Linked DNA regions of Manis pentadactyla: region 1 is linked to region 2. A link is a contact called in public Hi-C data. All regions are on one chromosome and are shown on one strand. The core of a region is the stretch at or near the end of the contact, and the rest is flanking DNA. Distances in the headings are between cores, read along the strand shown. Region 1 holds the start of TIMM22 (translocase of inner mitochondrial membrane 22). Region 2 holds the start of GLOD4 (glyoxalase domain containing 4).

The links. Hi-C and Micro-C count contacts between places; a contact is called where the count stands out from the background.
Region 1: a contact with region 2 is called in a Hi-C map of fibroblasts, with 9 times the contacts expected there. The contact joins the promoter of TIMM22 here to the promoter of GLOD4 in region 2. A contact is called at or near these places in 3 of 3 Hi-C or Micro-C datasets (blood, fibroblasts and skin fibroblasts).

Annotation. Positions count from the first base shown.
Region 1 is chr4:141,972,455-141,977,284 of mManPen7.hap1, reverse strand. It overlaps TIMM22 (translocase of inner mitochondrial membrane 22), which reads right to left and starts at 2,601. Exons shown (of 5, transcript XR_008997213.1): 1 at 2,036-2,601; 2 at 24-220.
Region 2 is chr4:141,799,680-141,803,969 of mManPen7.hap1, reverse strand. GLOD4 (glyoxalase domain containing 4) reads left to right here and starts at 2,539. Exons shown (of 9, transcript XM_036906243.2): 1 at 2,539-2,620. The coding sequence starts at 2,585. MRM3 (mitochondrial rRNA methyltransferase 3) reads right to left here and starts at 2,551. Exons shown (of 4, transcript XM_036906241.2): 1 at 2,169-2,551; 2 at 1,677-1,921. The coding sequence starts at 2,551.

The DNA of each region.
Region 1 (4,830 bases), core at 1,352-3,851, 170 kb before region 2:
TCTTTGAAGGCAGTGTCACTTACAGATTCTACCAAACATTCAGTGCAAGAAAACATCGCGCCCACAATTGCAAAATTTTTGGCGTAGGACATTCCTCTCTGCCCCATGTCTTTGAGAACTTCCTTTGCTGTCGGAGTTCGGTAAGGATCCTTAGGGTCAAAGCCTACATTGGTATCAATGCCGGCAGTGAACACCCCGAATGCACCTCCCAGGACAAATCCTAAAAACAAACACAGAGAAGATTTCTTTGTCATGTTTTCTGAACTACTGTAATGGGAGCATACTCGAATAGCACCTTTTGGATGGTCACCAGCAAAGAGGACACCCCCTCTGCCACTCACACTCTCCACCTGCCAGGTTTCCACCTTACAAAATCCAGGATCTACCTTCTTGACAGCTTCTTCTCTGTCTCCTCTTGGATTTCTTCCTCTTTCCATCTTCTAAAATTCCTGAAAATTCAGTCTTTAACCCTCTGTTCTCTCTGCACTCTCCGGTGTAAACTAGTCATCTTCAAGTTCAGCTCTCAACTTTACAAATCACGCCCTTAACAAAGGTGACTTTCATAATAATAATTTAGTAAGTACCATGTACCAATTGCTCTGACACCTTATAGGCAGTCTCATTTATTCTGCACAATAATCCTGTGAGGTAAATACTGTTACCCTTTCTGTAGCTGAAGAAACTGAGGCTCCAAGAGGTTAAATAACTTCTCTAAGGTCACAATGCTACCAAATGGCAAACCCCACGCTGCTGTCCACATCTGACCTTCCTGAGACTGCTGGGCATTTCCATATGGATGTCTTCTCATCACCTCAAGGTCAGTATATGGTCAGTGAATTCATGGGCACCTTCCCCTCCAGACGTTCTTGCTTATGGCTTTTTTCTAGTCATTCCAGCCCCAAAACCTTAGGGGCATTTCTGACTGCTTCTTTGCTTCTCTCTACAACTCTATGTCCACAGTTATCATCCTAGTCTAGGGACTTTATCACTTCTACCCTGGAGCACTAGACTCATTTACTATTTCAACTTAGGGTCCGGCACAGTGATGAACAGAGATCCAGTCCATGCCTCATGGAGCTGCAGTCTAACAAATTCCCTATATGGTCTCCCTAACTACAGCCTTTTCTATCCTTCACCACACTGCATCCTAAAGAACCATCAGTAACTGCCATAAATCTCCCACTCCACTCCCAACTTGATTTCACATTCTCTTCCTCTTTGTCTATCCCCATTCTCTCAGTCCTTTAGGTTAACAGCTCCAGTCTCACCTCCTCTTACGACTCTCCCTGAAACAAAAAAGGAGCTCTTTCTTCTATTACACGTCACATCTGCATCCTGACTATATTTGTTTTGTAACTATCATTCTCAGTGAGATTTCAACTCATCTGTGCAAGTGTGGTCAACCGCTTTACCCTGCACATAGGAAGGACACCGTACACTCTCAAATCCACAAATAGTTTAGGGGAAAAAAAAAAAGCCAAGTCCAGACTTCTTTGCCCCTTGTTCACTGCTGTCTCATCACACTGGCCACACGGGCCTGTTTTTCAAACTTCAAGCCAGTTCCTGCCCTACCTCTGCACTTGCTAATCCCTATGTCTGAAGCATTCTTCTGCCAGACTCCGTCTCAACATTCTTCTTTATATATATAATAAAAAGTTAGCTTTATGACAACAAAGCTCTTGCCTCAAATGCCGTCTCTCCACCGCCTGGCACGTGATAGTTGCTCAGTAACAATTTGTTGAAAGAATGCCTATTTACAAGTGAATGAACGAATGAATGAACGAAGTCAACCACTTATAACCTCCAGGCCCCGACCCATTGTACTGATTCTCCGATCATTTCCAGAGGCAAAAGCTAACCTCAGGGTCCAGCGGTGACGCCCGAGTTCACTGAGCGAAGCGGAGGTGCAGTTAAGGTAGAGGCCCGCAGGGTCCTCGCCTCCCAGGCGCCCGGTCTTCCCGGCAGAGGACCCCGCTGCCAGCCGAGCCCTCAGCCTCCCAAGGGCACCCCCCAGCCGCTCCCCGCCTGGCCTCACCTCCCACGCAGGCCAGCGCTGCCTTGAAGGCGCAGCTCTCCATCGCTCGCTCGATCATCTTCTGCTCCTCACTCTTGGCCGGACTTGGGATCCCGCCCAGGCTACCAGGCTCCAGCACGCGCGGCTGACGCCTGTCCCCTACCAGGTATTGCAGAAGCAGGCTGTACTGCAGCGGGGCTTCGGCGGAGCCCGCCGCCCCAGGCGCCGAGCCCCCGGCACCGGGAGCAGTCGCCGCCATGACTCGCTCCCAAGGCGCCCTGGCCTCCCTTCTCCCACAGCAGATTCCACGAGTGTCGCTGGGGCCTTGCGCGCCTAGCCACCGTGCCGCAACGGCAGATTCGTCACATCGGGCCGGTCCGAGGAAGCGGCGGAAAGCTAAGTTCGTTCGTGCACAGCCGGCGGAAGAGCTATCACGTTCCCCAGACAGCCTCTTAGGAATGCTGAGACAGACTTGTGCAGCACCCCCATCGGCACTCACTAATGAGATTCCGAAGTACAAGGGCCAGAGACCGCCATCTACGGTTGTAGCGCGCTGCGTGCCGGGGTAGTTTAAGCGCTTACACCCAAGGCTTTTCCCAGAAAGCCTTGCGCTCACCTCTCCGCCTCCTCTGGAGCTCCGGACCCGCGGGGGACGGCGGTAGCGCGCCCGCGAGGCTGCAGGGCGCCAGGGCGTCAGCAGGAGGCGCGCGCGCCTCGCCGCTGCCCTTTCAGCCTCATCCCTTGCAGGTGTCGTGAGACCTAAGTAATGCGAGGTGGTTTGTAAATACACGTGAGAGCATAGTATCAATGTATGGAATAAAAGTTTGTTCAATAACTAAACCTTTGAGGAAAGAGAAGGGCCAACAAATGAACGAACGAATGAGTGAAGCTAGCCAAGCGTAAGGTAAATCAGGGTCGGTGACAGGAAATGGAGGGACCGGTGCCAGACGGAGAGTGCAAGGAAAGCTGAGGCTGCTACTCCCTACACCCAGTTGTTGTCAGTGGAATTGGTGATGTGGGACTAGCATTACTTGAGGGGCCAATTTATATTATGTTGGACCAATTAAAGTGTTTTCCTGCTTGCAAAGTAAAAACCTGAAGGTAAACTGAGATAGGATATATATGACCCAGAAAGACTTTTGCAGTAGTTTTTGTGGTACTAAAATAGGTCCCAAACTATTTTATTGATCCAGACTAGCAATGTATTTGGGTATAGCAGCTAAGAGAAACATAAATAGAAACAGAAGGTGGTGAGGGTAGGCGGTCAGCACAGGCAGAGATACTTTCTTGGTATTCAGAGTTCTCTGGGCTGCCAGGCACAGCCTGGTATCCACCCTGGTTCTGCTCCCACCAGGCTACTGAATGAGCTAGTCCTAAGGCCCCCAGTGACTTCCCAGTTGTTGAGTTTAATTCAGACCTCATTTTACTAGACTTCTCAGCTGCATTTGACACTTTGTTGACACCTCCCTCCTTGGAAATTTCTGCACAGTTTCAGTGGAGCCTCCTCTTTCCTAGTTTTGCCACAGCCTTTCCAGCTGCTTGGTCTTCTTCACAGGTACGTCTGCCCACCCCTCTCCTGTTGGTCCTCTCTGGGATTCACCTTTTATTCTCTTCTCATGTAGCTCATTCTGCCTGAGCAACTCATCCACCCCTGTGGCTTTTACTACAACCTCTAATGCATTAATGACTCTCCAGGTCATTATCTCCAGCATAGACCTTTCTCATAAGCACAAGAACCAGACATTTCCCATAGGCCCCTCTAACTCCATGCTGCCAACCACCTTTTCTTTCCAAGTGAATGAGGGGCCCAGGGCTCTGAATCATGCTGAGGTCGTAAGAGCCAAAGTTGGATCTGAGAGAAGTTGGGGCAGGTGCCCAGGCAACCTGCAGGTCTAAACAGTTAATCCATCAGACTAGTTAATAATAATCAATCCCAAAATGAAGGGGCTGCATCCGAGTTCAGGTGAGATCCATGTCAGTATGTGGAGAAATTCCATGTGGCCATGGTACAGGAGACCCTGCCCAGAAGCACAGATGGAAAGAGAGCAGTTACAGGCGCTGATCTGGAATGTCTCCCCTAATCCATCGCCTTCCATGGGTGGAATGCATTTCACCTGGTGGAAAAACCTGAACCTCTTCAAGCACATTCTGAAAGTGAGATGTGGTTCCCATGTCAGTTTCCCTGGGCTGACCCTTTCCCAGTAGTCTGGGGACTTTATCTGGTCGTGGAATCATGGGATCACACAGCTCTCATGTTACAGTTCTGTTCTTTCACAGCTGAATGAGAAAGCCTGGGGGTCCTCTGGGTTGAGAAAGAACTTGTCTCAGTGGCACAGCAGGAGCGCAGTTTGCTGGGGCCATGACGCAGGCAGGGCAAATAGAATTCTGCACTTTTGTTATGACTTCTTCAGCTAGCCACAGCTGAGTCACCTGTCACTTGAGAGTACTGTTGATCTGCAAGGAACAATGGCAGGTAGTCCTCTGGCCAGACAGCAGAATAAGAGCCTGGCATTAAATGCATCACTTGAGCATTGGTACTTCCCTATATAGACAAGAAAGGTTTGTGGGACTGAGAGCAGGACCAGAACTCAGGATACTGAGGCCAACCCGGGACTTAGGGAAAACATTTTATCCCTCATCCTTACACAGCAAAAGAGACTTGGGCCCATGGTGGGCTTTCTGAAGTCCTAGGAGGCCACGCCAGCCTGGGAGCTGGCAGGGCAGGAAACACTCTGGGCCGTGAACTGGGAGCAGAAGTACTAAAGCCTCAAGCCCCAGGGGGAGACCTGAAAATGCTGGGAAGAGATGAACCCATC
Region 2 (4,290 bases), core at 1,290-3,789:
TATAACATGACTTAAGAGAATTTACCATGTAAATACAGAGCTACTTTATTCTTTTAACTGCTCCATGTTATTCTGCAACATGAATACACTACATTCATTCAGCTCTTCCCCAACTAACGTCCAGATTATTTTCAAATTTTCCCTATTATAAACAACCCTGTATGGAACTTCCCTGTATGACTCTGTGTACATGTCAGAATACTTCCCTAGCAAAACACCTGTAAGTGAAATGGGCAGATTTCATTAAGGTGTCTGTGCACTCTTCATGTTGACAGATACTGCCACACTGCCCTCCCACAGGCTATCCAGGTTACTCACACCAAGAACACACAAACACGTGTCCCTAACATCAATGACGTCAGTGGAAAGGATTCAGGCATCTGTGTGCCATAAAAAAGATCCTGCACTTAAAGTCACAGATAGCCCCAGGCCATTCAGTGGGGGGCCCCACTGGAAGTCCTTTAATTTCCACTTGAATGGCTCTGATGAGTAGTCTCTTCATCTAGAGGCCTCACTTACATTACTGGATTTTAGATATGTGCCTGAAATCTGACAGATTTTGCTAGATCTTATCTATTTCTTCCTTTACACTCCTCAAATCTGAAATAAAACATAATTAGGATAAGCTAAATAATATGCAATTTTAAAAGCCATGAACTGATGAAAACAGTCATAATGATGAAGGGGGGCTACAGAAGCCCAGGACAGGCTGGCCACTATTAGCACACATGCCCAAGTGGAAGCATGGTAAAAGTGAGAGGTATTGTCACTGTAGCATGGAGCAGGGATTAGAGAGGTGCAGCTAATGAGACTACAGTTACTTTGAGGGAAGGACTCTGGTAGCCCAAGTCCCAACCCTAAGGGACAGTTCTGAACACAGGAGGGTTATAGAAACAAGAGATGGTCCCCAGAATTTCCTCTCCCAACTAACAGATGCACAGACAGCCCGCTGCAGGGAATACACATGCACACCTGATACAAGAGGCCCTGGCCTAAACATCAGAATCTTGACGATAACTCCTCCCTGCCTCAACTGTCCCCTTCTATCCAAGAGAAACCTCTACACTTACTGCCATTCAGTTCTCAGATCTTAAGTAGAACTCCAGTGTCAAAAAGGTACAAAGAATTTAGTCTTTCCATGTTTAGAAAAAACACTTTCAAGTGCTAATAGACATCACAGTCTATTAGAATCTTAAGTTAGATTCAACCAAATGAAGACAGGTTTCCTGTTCCGTGGGCTAAACATGGCAATAAATTGCAGCTTACTGTTCAGATCTGCTTCTAGAGTAAGAGAGTCAGTGATAGATAGGTATCACTACACTAGCAGAGGCTTTGTGGAAATGGAGGGCTAAATATTTTGATAAACATTTTCCTAATTTTTAGTTGGTTGTTAAAGGTTGAAGAAGTGACCGAAAAAATACAAGGTTTGAGAAGAGTAGCTATTCTTAGAGACTATAAAGAGCCATAATACGACTGATCACAAAAAATTGGGTTTCATTTTCCACCAAAAATACTGTAAGATGCATAGACCTGAGAAGTGTATTTTTCTGTGTCTTAAGAAAAGGCTAGGCAGGAACATGCTGAATTTGGTTTAAACTAAATTTGCTGCCATAAGGTAAGTATGAACGAGTAATCCTAGGTCTGTGTGTCTAGTGACGCACCGTATAACCACTGACCCATTATTCCTTGCGGTGTTACTAGGTCGGACCAATCCTTGATATCCTCAAATTTCACCTTAATGAGGCTGACACCTTTCAGTTTATCAATCGGCAGCTCCTTTATGTATTCCAGACGACTGAAGAAGAAAACTTTTGGCACAGCACCAGCTTTAAGAGCATCTGCAATCAGCCTGCGACCTTCCAGCAGGATCTTCCCTTTCTTTTCACGAAATGGCCTGGACTTAACAATTGTCATTACACTGCTGTGGGTAGAAACAAAAAGACAGATGATTACCAACATCCTTATTACGGAGACACCTAGATCTAACAGAACGAACTTCACAGAAACGAACTAACGCCAAGGAAGACATGTATTCTGCTCTCCGTGCATAATAAAAACCAGCGATTTGTACTGGAAGAAGTTCTCCAGTAGGAGGGAAGAGGCTAGGGTCCTGGTATGAGGCGGGAAGAGACACGTTAAATACTCGATAAGCCTCAGGAGCACATCACCTCAGCCTTCGGTCCCCGGGTAAAGCCTTATCATAGCGAAGCCCCGATTCTTCCCAGGTGCTGGGCGTCTGGGACGAGGGCACCTGAGGCGGCTGCTTCCGTTGCCACTCAGGACTGGCCTCATCCGGCGCCTTCGAGGGCTGCTTCCCAGGACCGGGCTTCCGTCCCACCACCTGTCCGGATGGAAACAGCACTTTCACGGGGCTCCGCCGCAGCGCCCGGACCCAGCGCCGAGCGTCCAGGTCCCAAGTCTGGACCACCGGCAGCAACAGTCGCGTGGCCCAGCCCAAGCCCTTCACCAGCGCCGCCATCTTTCCTGCGGCTTTGGTTGCGTCACGACAGCGCGCCGGCGGCGACCAGTGACGTCGCCGTTCCGTGTGCATCTTCTGCCGGCGGTGCGGCGTTGTGCGCTAGCTATGGCTGCTCGTCGAGCTCTGCACTTTGTATTCAAGGTGGGAAACCGCTTCCGGACGGCGCATTTCTATCGTGATGTCCTGGGGATGAAGGTGCATACGGGGCTGAGAGGGGCGGGCGCGGCAGGGGGGCGCGGGCGCGGAGCCGCACGTGACCGAGGGAGGTGGGAGGGATGGGGGTCTGGCGGTGAATCAGCCTGAATCCCGGGGTCCGACCTTAGCCAGTGGAACTCCCTTTAGCCCCGTCCCGTTTTCGGCTGGCGGCAGTGTTACGAGTCGGTGGTTGGATTAGAAAGGTGGCTTACACTACGAGTCGCGAACTACACGCCCACACACTTATTTCCATTTAAGTTCCTTCGCAGATACTTCGCAGTGCTGAGCTCCTGCCGCTAAGGCGCTTCCAGTCTAGTGGGAAAGACAGGATACAAACAAAAATTTCACTTTTCCAGTAAACAATAATTCAGTCTTTTCTGGTTTGGAGCCTTACGGTTTAGATAACAAGCACGTTTGGAGTTCTGTTTCTCTCAGGGCTGGTTGGAATCATCTCTTTGGGATCCTCAATCACTGCGTGAATGTTCCCGCTCTTCCCCCAACAGTCCAGATCTAAGTGTGAAGTCAGAACCCATTTTCCTCATCAGCACTCGAAACGGCCTCTCTCTCCAGCTCTGAGCAGCTGTGATTCTGTAGGAGTCACCTCGGTGGCAAACGCAGGTGGGAACTGTTGGGGCGCTCCTGATAAGCAAGGACTTTAGAGGTAGAACAGTGCAGTTTAGTGTAGAGACAGTGCAGAAGACACGGGGTGCAAAGAAATTACCTGACTGTTCACCAGTCATTTAAAAAATACCATCCATGTTTCACGTTGCTGCGTTGAACTTTGGTGACAAAGATGAAAATGGCCCCCAGTGTCTGCCCTCCATTAAAGTACCTGGGATGAGGGCAGTGGGGAGTTAGTTTTGTACAGAGTTAACAGTAAAGCAAGTTGAAATTTTATAAGTGATAGAAAAACTATAGCTCTCCCTTAATGTTTCCTCATTGATTAACGTTGTGAAGATTAAACACATTGTTATATTTGTGGTATTTGATACTTGTTTTATGTGTTAGCTATTATTATAAAAATGCAACAGGAGAGATTTAACTCCAACCTGGGTCATCAGGAAATCATTCATGGAATCCTTGCATTTGAGTTGACCTCTGTAGATAGGTAGAATTTCCACAGACCAAGATTAGAGGGAGGAGTATGCTAGAAAAACCTAATAGCCAATGCAAAGGTAAGGTGTGTTTGGGAAACATCACCATTTTATGTGCCTTTAGATTAAATTACTTCATTTAAGTTAAGGAACTGCGATAGCAGAACAAATAGGTTGGCACAAATGGGTTGCTTCTGACAATATCTAGAATACTATGCTAAGGGTTGGAATTAATGCACAGTAAGTAGGAAGCTCTCTTACATTTTAGAACAGGGCAGTGATGTGATCAGATGTGTTTTATGGATATAATTTTATGATGGCATTAAGGAAGGAGATCAGCAAAAATGCTTTTTAATAGTCAACGAGAGAAGTGATGGGAGCTTAACTGGAGCAATAGCAATGGGAATCAAAAAGGAAAATAGAATTGAGAGCCTCCTGTGTACTAGGTTCTGTATCAAATGCTTTAATAAATTATTTTTTTCACAACATATTAGGAGACTCAGATCCTAAGCAGTGTTCTCA